2 separate regions of the Mus musculus genome follow, and region 2 is linked to region 1. Evidence: chromatin contacts called from public Hi-C data. All regions are on one chromosome and are shown on one strand. Each heading gives the region's core, a stretch centred on a gene start, on an enhancer-like site or on the middle of the called end of the contact. The rest is flanking DNA. Distances are from core to core; before and after follow the strand shown. Region 1 has its middle 38 kb from the start of Gm41386. Region 2 has its middle 13 kb from the start of Gm30609.

Evidence for each region. A called contact is a pair of places that touch in the nucleus more often than the background predicts.
Region 2: a Hi-C map of CD4 T cells shows a contact between it and region 1, with 3 times the contacts expected there. The contact joins two enhancer-like sites. A contact is called at or near these places in 2 of 484 Hi-C or Micro-C datasets (CD4 T cells and nephron progenitors) and 1 of 115 datasets of contacts at active chromatin or transcription factors (differentiating embryonic stem cells).

What each region holds. Positions count from the first base shown.
Region 1 is chr15:93,748,729-93,753,657 of GRCm38.p6, forward strand. No RefSeq gene overlaps it. Among named protein-coding and RNA genes, the nearest start is that of Gm41386, 38 kb to the left of the region's middle. Within about 2 kb of position 3,058, at least 63 of the 459 cell types and tissues checked have an H3K27ac peak or open chromatin away from gene starts, as enhancers often do.
Region 2 is chr15:93,947,701-93,952,629 of GRCm38.p6, forward strand. No RefSeq gene overlaps it. Among named protein-coding and RNA genes, the nearest start is that of Gm30609, 13 kb to the right of the region's middle. Within about 2 kb of position 2,926, at least 21 of the 459 cell types and tissues checked have an H3K27ac peak or open chromatin away from gene starts, as enhancers often do.

The DNA.
Region 1 (4,929 bases), core at 1,808-4,307:
TGGTTTAGTAAAATACATATGGTGAGATAAGATTGCATAAAAGTTCTTCAGTGCATCCCACCTCTTGCAGATGAATGACTCACTCTCTCACCCCTTCATTCCTCCACCCAGCCATTCTGCTTTTTCCATTTTTTAAATTGAATACTGATTTTATATTGTCACAAGCAAGGATCCCTATCATGTCATACAAAAGAATGAAAGGCATTGGACTGGAGGGTTAGCAAATTATAGGAAGAACCTTTGTGTGGGCACACATAAAGTTGAAGAGTTTGAGGTTTTAAAAAAAAAAACGACAAAAAGCCAAACTCCTAACTCTCATCTGTATTTCGAGTTTCAGGTAGGCCATTGTGATGGTATTCTAGCTTCATTCTGTCACTGTGGCAATACACCCCGAGAACAAGCAATTCCGAGGAGAAAGGAGTTGTTTTAACTAACAATTCTAGATTGCAGTCCATTATTTTGGGAAAGGTCAGGCAGCAAAGACCTGAAACATCGAGTCACAAGAGCAGACAGAGAAATGAGTAGATGCATGCATGCATGCTTGCTTGCTCGTTTACTTGCTTGCTTGCTTGCTTGCTTGTACCCAGCTTGATTTCCTTACTCTTACACAGTTCCTGTCTAGGGAATGGTACTGCTCACAGTCAGCTAGGGCTTCTCATATCAGTTAACCTAATTAAGACAATGTCTCACAAATATGCTCTTAGGCCAAACCAACATATATAGGCCCTCATGGAGACTCTTCCCAGAGGAGTCTTGGTTGTATCAAGTTGATGGTCAAAGCTAACCATGATGGATGGTTAATCACGATGGTCTGATTGACGGATCTGGGATTGACTAAGACATAGCATTGAGCAGATCTGTGAGGGCACCTTGGAGGTGGTGAGGGGATAAGACCCTCTCTTAGGTACAGTGACCCAAGAAAAGAGCAGCTTTACTTGCCTACTGGTTTTTACTTCTTGCTTTTGAAGGTATCTATCCTGCGCCACTGTTGCAGCCACCACCGCTACTGCCGAAGTTTGCTGACATCAGAATCCGGGATCTTTTTGACTTAAAATGTAGACTGGAGACCACTGACTATCCAGGATTCTTCCAAGTAGTCAGCACCATGTTGGGACGTCCAGCTTTATGGACCGAGAAGCTACAGGGTTCTCGCCTCTCTAGCATGGAGACAGCCAGTGTTGGACTATTCGACCTCCATTGTGTAAGGCATCCTCATGATTCTTCTTTTCTGAGATATATCTCACATATACTGATGGATATGTGTTCTCTGTCTCTCTTTCTGTCTCTGTCTCTCTCTCTTTCTCTCTCTCTCTCTCAGTTCTCTTCCTTTACCGAACCCTGTCCTACCGAAAGCTCTCTTTCTGTAGCACTTCATCTAGTTTTCCTCTTCCTCTTCCTCTTCCTCTTCCTCTTCCTTCTCCTCCTCCTCCTCCTCCTCCTCCTCCTCCTCCTCCTCCTCTTCTTCTTCTTCTTCTTCTTCTTCTTCTTCTTCTTCTTCTTCTTCTTCTTCTTCTTCTTCTTCTTCTTCTTCTTCTTCTTCTTCTTCTTCTTCTTCTCCTTCTTCTCCTTCTTCTTCTTCTCCTTCTTCTTCTTCCTCCTCTTCCTCCTCTTCTTCTTTCCTTCTCCTTTTCTCCTTCTCTCTCTCTCTCTCTCTCTCTCTCTCTCTCTCTCGTTTGTTATTTGATATGAGGTGGGACTTCAACTAAACAAAAGAACTTGGGGAGTATTATGCTAAATGATGCTAAGTGAAATAAGATAGGTCCATAAAGAGACATATTGTGTAACTTGATTTATATGTAGAATAGAAGACATTCAATTTCATGGGAGCCAAAAATAGGAATGGTGGCTACCAGTGGGTTGGAAATAGCAGGTTAGGAAGATGCTGGTCAAAAGACATGTGAGTTTCAGTTAGAGAGAAAGATGCAGGGCTTTTGTTTTCTTTTGTTTTTGTTTGTTTGTTTTTTTTTTTTTAACACACCAGAGTCTCATTTAGAAAAAAATGGATGCAGCTCTCAAGAGGCACTGCTCATCTTGGTGTAAATTTAACAGGAAGAGGAAACATTTAAAGTGAGACACGAAAAGATAGAATACATTCTGAGGTGGAAAGACTACTTCTAGGTTTTTTGTTTTTTTGTTTTTTTTGAAGGTGTGCAAGGCAAAGTGAGCACTCTCTTTCTGTTGATTTCTTTGGCTCAAGGCTCACAAGGGTGCATAATTTGAAGGTGTGCAAGGCAATGGTTGTATGCCTGACATCCTCTCACCACATAATTTTCTGTTCCACAGTGGGCAGCGATGCCATCTGTAATCTCCTCTGAGTGCTTTTACACCCCTGCTTTCTCCACCCGGCTCCAAGGCGAGGCCCTGCTGTTGCTCAACCAGATCGAAGGTTTCGCTGCGTCTGCTTGTAGAGATTGACATCAGCAGCCCAGAGGGCAGACAGAAAATAGCTGCTGGCAGGAAATGAGCAGTTCTGGTGCTGACCGATAGAGGGGAAGGAAATGGGTAGACAATTAGGGAGATCCTTATGAACACTTTGCTTTAGTGATTAAAGAAAAATATTCGGGATTATTGACATCTACAAAAAACTGTATATTTCTTCAGTTAGATTCTCATATTCTTTCCTCACACTGAAAATTAGATTTTTGCTTCAGTGAGACCGTCACATTTTTATTTCTCCTCCAAGTAACATAGTTTAAAGCTACAGTAATAGAGTTGAAATTATCCTTTATCTATATTTTAAATGAATGTTCTTAGCATGTGAAACATTATCTTTTTGGGATTTAAATATCACTGTGTATCGTATTCCAGCTTGGGAAATTTCAGCATTCAGAGCACACTTTCCAAGCTTAGAGCTTAGTGTGTCAGCTGAACACTGAATTTTTAAAAAGTACGTGTCACTTATTTACGGACTGCCAGAAAGCAAGAGAGGGAAAGAGGTTTCAGCTGAAGTTGATTTTGGAAAAATCTGCTTTTCAAAAAAAAAAAAAAAAAAAAAGAGTCAAACACATCTTGCGTGTACAAACAGGTGAGAGATGAACTGTAGGGCAAGAGTTTGCTGATGTGGTGTGGCTGGCAGAGGGGGAGGGAAGAGGCGGTGTCCTCTCAGGATCTCCGCTTCCATCCCCCTGGTCACCCACAGCGCGGTGGTCAGGTCTCCATTTACCACAGTCTAGGGATGGCCACGGTAGAGCTCAGTACGGAGAAGACCATCTTTCCTGTGAAGAGATCTGCTCCTCAGTGCTTCGCACTGGAAAAGGCCTTCCCGGGAGACCTGCAGGCGTCACGTCATGAGTAAAACATTCCACCCACTCACTGTGCAACAGCGGCGCATGCAGCAGAATGGCAGGTTCCTGCCGGTAGTCTTGCCTGGTTTGTGGAAGCTGAGTTTGGAACTTTATCGCACTATACTACCAACAAATGAAGGGTTTTTTTTTTTTCTCTTTCTTTCCAAACTGAATTCTTCTCTGTGAATATAGCTCTAAGCTATCCTGTATAACCAGAAAAAGCACAGACAAAAAGACGTTTTTTTACTATCCGACGCTACGGTTTAATGTGGGTGTCTTGCGTTTTATATCATCAGTTCAGATCAGCTGAAGATCCATGCTCTAGATTATAAGACCTTATTCTGTACACAGAGGGGTGGGGAAGAAGAGATTTGTGGGTAACATGCACACACACACACACACACACACACACACACACACACAGGAAGATCCATGCTCTAGATTATAAAACCCTATTCTATACACAGAGGGGTGGGGAAGAAGAGATTTGTGGGTAACATGCACACACACACACACACAGAGACACACACAGACACACATGTACACCTACAAAGATCTACATACATCTTCAGTTGGCTTCTCATATTCTTTTTAATTTAATTTTATTTTAATTAGGTATTTTCTGTATTTACATCTGCAATGCTATCCCAAAAGTCCCCCCATACCCTCCCCACCACTGCCCTACCCACCCATTCCCACTTCTTGGCCCTGGCGTTTCCCTGTACTGAGGCATTTAAAGTTTGCAAGACCGATGGGCCTCTCTTCCCACTGATGGCTGACTAGGCCATCTTCTGATACATATGCAACTAGAGACATGAGATCTGGGGGTACTGGTAAGTTCATATTGTTGTTCCACCTATAGGGTTGCAGACCCCTTTAACTCCTTAGGTACTTTCTCTAGCTCCTCCATTGGGGGCCCTGGGATCCATCCAATAGCTGACTATGAGCATCCACTTCTGTGTTTGCTAGGTCCCGGCATAGCCTCACAAGAGGCAGCTATATCAGGGTCCTTTCAGCAAAATCTTGCTAGTGTATGCAATGGTGTCAGCGTTTGGAGACTGATTATGGGATGGATCCCTGGGTATGGCAGTCTCTAGATGGTCTATCTTTCGTCTCAGCTCCAAACTTTGTCTCTGTAGCTCCTTCCATGGATGTTTTGTTCCTAATTCTAAGAAGGGGCAAAGTGTCCACACTTTGGTCTTCGTTCTTCTTGAGTTTCATGTGTTTTGCAAATTGTATCTTATATCTTGAGTATTCTAAGTTTCTGGGCTAATATCCACTTATCAGTGAGTACATATCATGTGAGTTCTTTTGTGATTGGGTTACCTCACTTAGGATGATGCCCTCCAGGTCCATCCATTTGGCTAGGAATTTCATAAATTCAATCTTTTTAATAGCTGAGTAGTACTCCATTGTGTAAATATACCACATTTTCTGTATCCATTCCTTGTTGAGGGGCATCTGGGTTCTTTCCAGCTTCTGGCTATTATAAATAAGGCTGCTATGAACATAGTGGAGCATGTGTCCTTCTTACCGGTTGGAACTACTTCTGGATATATGCCCAGGAGAGGTATTGCAGGATCCTACGGTAGTACTATGTCCAATTTTCTGAGGAACTGCCAGACTGATTTCCACCCCTTGCAAT
Region 2 (4,929 bases), core at 1,676-4,175, 200 kb after region 1:
CGGATTTCCATGGTTTCCATTGTTATGTCTCCCTTTTCGCTTCTGTTCTTATTAATTTGAATACTCTCTCTGTGCCCTCTGGTTAGTCTGGCTAAGGGTTTATCTATCTTAATGATTGTCTCAAAGAACCAGCTCCTGATGTGTTGATTCTTTTTATAGTTCTTTTTGTTTCTATTTGGTTGATTTCAGCCCGAGTTTGATTATTTCCTGCATTCTACTCCTCTTGGGTATATTTGCTTCTTTTTGTTCTAGAGCTTTCAGGTGTGCTGTCAAGCTGCTAGTGTAAGCTCTCTCCAGTTTCTTTTTTGAGGCACTTAGAGCTATGAGTTTCCCTCTTACCACTGCTTTTCTTGTGTCTCATAAGTTTTGGTATGATGTTAAACCATGTACTTCATTTTCAATAAATTCTAAAATGTCTTTAATTTCTTTCCTTATTTTTTCATTGACCAAGTTATCATTGAGTAGAGCATTGTTCAGTTTCCACGAGTATGTGTGTTTTCAATTGTTTTTGTTGGAATTTAAGACCAACTTTAGTTCATGGTGATCAGATAGGGTGCACAGAATTATTTCAATTTTCTTGTATCTGTTGAGGCCTGTTTTGTGACTAATTATATGGTCAATTTTGGAGAAGGTACCATGAGGTGCTGAGAAAGAAGGTATAGTCTTTTGATTTAGGATGAAATGTTCTATAAGTATTTGTTAGATCCATTTGGTTCATAACTTCTGTTAGTTTCACTGTATCTCTGCTTAGTTTCTGTTTCCATGTTCTCTCCATTGCTGAGAGTAGGGCGTTGAAGTCTCCCACTATCATTGTGTGGGTTGCAATGTGAGCTTTGAGCTTTAGTAAAGTTTCTTTTATGAATGTGGGTGCCCGTGCATTTGGAGCATAGATCCTCTTATCAGATCCCAGAACACCTGTGTGAAACAGCTACTGTCTTTTGGTTACAGATTATGAAATGTACAGTCTAAGAATTATGTGACAACCCAACTTCTGTGCAGAGGACTTCATTGTAATTGTTGGGCCTGGGGTTCAAGGTCATGACTTACTCTTGACATGTGTCATGCTCTTTTAACTACAGTGTCCTACCTCTTTGTCCACTGTAGATGTAGGATTTGGTGTGCTGAAATTTACTGGGTTGTCTTTCCAAATCTGAAGGTATTCCAAAATTATACATACTTGTTGTTTTCATTAGTCATCTTTACCTTTTGGATTTTAGGCACAGAACAAAACGTGGAGTTGGCCCCCACACAGTGATGAGATTTCATCGAGATCAGGAGAAAGGAATCCAGGGGATTGAATTTGCTGTGATTTGGCCCTCTACCTTCTGTTGTTCCACTCGCCCCCACCTGATCTGAAGGCTCTATCAGAGACTCACTTCTGACTGAAGCTTTTCTGTTTTGTACTTAACACGTGTAGTTCTCAGTAAAAGAGGGGACTCTCCCTTCATTGTTTGAAAAGGAAGAAAAAAGAAAAAAAAGACAGGACAGGGGCACTTTGTTATCTGCCTTTGTGAGCAGACCATTCTCATTCTTGTTAGATAAGGTCTGTAGTGACCTCCATGGCTTTACCCCTTCATCCTAACCTGTCTCATTGTATGCCTCCCCAGTTGATTAAAATCCTCTCAGTTATTTCATTGTATTCACTAAGGCAAGGCAAACCTTTACTCCCTATTGGGCAGTGGTTAGTGGCTGCTTCTAACTTAACCTAGTTAGTTCCTTCCTTGAAAATGACTCTGAGGCAAGGTGACGGTCAGAGAGACTGTTGTTTCAGCAACAGCTGCTAGGTTGTTTTTTCTAGGGGGAGGGGAGCTATGTCCTAGACACATATTATTTCTTGTGTCAAGTTTATTACATTTTATAGGAACAGATTGAAGTGTAAGAAACAGTGGTTTGTACCTTTTTTCCTTTCTGATTTTCCAAAGCAACAAGGACATTTGTCACCAGTCGTGCTTAGTGACTGATGGACTCAGTATTGTCAACTCTTGGGTATAGATCAGTGACTTGAGCTGACTACTAAGCCAGGTAGGCTGTTTTCATTCCAGAACGCTCGAAGTGTAGCTAACACTTTCCTTTGTCACGTGTTGTGAACTGTGTTCCACAGCGACTAAAGTCGTTGGACTCTTCTTTGGGGAGGGCCAATGGGAGATGGAAAATCAGAAGACCAGTCTTTAGGGTGTTCCTTAGGGATTAAACCATCACATGGTCCCCTCAGCGGAGCACAACTCCTCATCCATTTACCCATTTATCCATCTATAAAAGAAGGGGCAGATCCTCTCAGTGTTCTTTTTTGATCTGCTTATGTGATGCTTAGCATGGATCTTCTGTCAGAATCTCCATGGCTCACAGCTGTTCTTGATTATGTATGACTCCCATTGATCTTAAATTGGGGGGGGGGAGATATTTTCTAAAATTGCTTTAAAAGTAGCTCTAATAAGCTTTGTGGCAGATTACCTCCCCTAAAAGTCAATGTTGGCCTTGCCATGTATGGCCTGAGCCCTGTGAGGAATTCACTGTGACAAACACCCATAATGCTGCTCTGAGGATAACCTTACAAAGCCTCTTCATGAATGACTACCGGGATTCATGCCCTGAGAGAAGATGTGGTTTGTTTTCTAATCAAAAATTGAGTACAACTTTTATCAGGTGGGCCAAAGGGACACAGGATTAGTCATAGAAAATGAAAAAGATTAAATATGCCTTGATGATACTCATACTTGAGAAGTGAGTTTGGGTAGGAAAAAAAAGAGGTATTCCATTTAGCACCTTCTTCTGTGAGCAGAGAAATCCAAGCCAGGTGATGAGTGTAGCCTTGCCCCTTTCTGTGATAGTAGACCTTGCCAGGCATTTTCTAAGACAGAATTTAAGTATCCAGCTTTCTAGTTTCTTTTCTGCTGAAACCAAAACCAAAACCAAAACTGCCTCTAACCAAAAGCAGTTTAGAAGAGCATAGGATTTGCTTCGCTTAACCATCTAGGTTATAGTCACTATTGAGAGAAGTCAGAGCAAGGACATGAGCAGACATTTGGAAGCAGGAACAAGAGAGGAAGGCTAGCTAGCTCAGTCTCAGGCTGAGGCTTAGTTACCTATTTTTATAGAGCCCAGAACCAAAGTCTAAGGAATGGTGCTGCCCACAGTGGGCTGGGCTCTCCTACACCAATTAACAAACAAGACAGCCCTCCATGGATATGCTCACAAGTCAGTCTGATCTGGGCATTTGTTCAATTGAGGTTTCCTTCTCACTCGACTCTGGTTTGCATCAAGTTGATAGTGAATGTTAACTAGGAAAACAGAAGCCCATATAATAGAAATTGAACTTTTTAGATCCCTAGCTACAGACAAGTAGAGTTTCTCACTTGGTTATCACTCCAGTGTTGAATTACTTTGCTGTTGCACCTGGCACATCGGAATTTGAAGCCTTTCCCTTTAACTATACTGATGGAATGGTCCCTGTTTTAAAGCAAGCCCAGTAAAATATTCTAAGTCATCAACTGTAAGGTGCAACAGGCAAATCTTTACTGAAATATATGATAAAAAATTGCGTCAAAAATATTGGAGTCCTGGTGGGGGTATAGGGGACTAGTAAGTCTAATAAATGCACATGATTATTTATAGAGAAGGAATGACTCTTCAGTGCTGCCGAGGAGCTGGGAAGCTTACAGTGAGGCCTACTGACAGGAGCACTGACATTGGCGCCTTAGGTGACATAGTGTTGGCTACACCACTGTGCCCATCAAACTTGTCCAACGTCACCAAGGCTTGGGTGTTGCACTTCCAGTCTGACCACAATATGTCCACAGAGTTAAAAAAATTAGGTTTCATTCAATACAACACCATGTATGTTTCCCAACTATCATGCAAAACTATCACGTTTTGATGCTTTGGTTTTGAACTTATCCTATGGCCATTAAGAGTAACACAGCAGAAATGTGAAGGGACAGAGGGAACAGTTTATTACATTTTTTTTCCTGCCTTTTCCTCAGCTCTGGGTGAATAGTTAGGGTATGCGCACAAAATTCATGGATGAAAAATTGTATTGAATTAAAATAAAAATTTAATTATATCTATTCATTCCTTCGTTTGAATGTTGATGCATTTTGCCGACTGGTGACGTTAGGAAGAATCTCAGAGCCATTCTTTTTGTTTCCGAAAATGATCATAGTTTGGTGTAAGCCATAGAAGCTGAGAGCAGGACACAGGAGTTCCTCAGATGCTGGGATTTTGGGCCATGTATCTCATTTTCCTAAATTGCTAACCCAAGGTGAAAGATGTTGGACCACAGCTTCAGTAAACAAAACTCATGTCATACACAGCAGATGATGCCCAGCTAGAAAGATAGAGCAGGGAACACTTCTCTAAAACTACAAAAATTCTCAATGATTGCAGCTCTGTATGTCAAAGGACTCAGGACTGATATCGTGAAAACCCAGAGAAGCAGGTGTTCTGAATGTTAATCTAGGATGCAATTATGGTCTCTGAAGAAATCTATGAGGTGCAGTTAATGAAGAGACTACCTGGTTAATCATGGGGTGATTTATTAAAAATTAAAAATAGACTGACAAGCTATGAAAAAAACCCTATTTCTCAAATCTCTATTTTGGTTAAACATAAGGCTGAAATACTTTGATTAAAAATGTAAACAACTTAGTCATATTATAAGATGCCATATAATTATCTCACTTTTTAGGACATTATATCTCATTATTGACGTAATCTGTAGGTTGTTTCTGAGGTTCCAAAACTCACACCAAGCACAGATTATAGGGATAAATGGAAGGGCAGTCTTTAAACTCCACTTGAATTAAAGGATTTACAATTTAGAATGAAACAGAGATTGAGTCTTTTCCCCTAGATAATTGTAAGAACTTTGGATTTTCATATTTAAATTACTTGAATTTAAATATGAAACAGTAACTTAGTCATTTCTTTTTC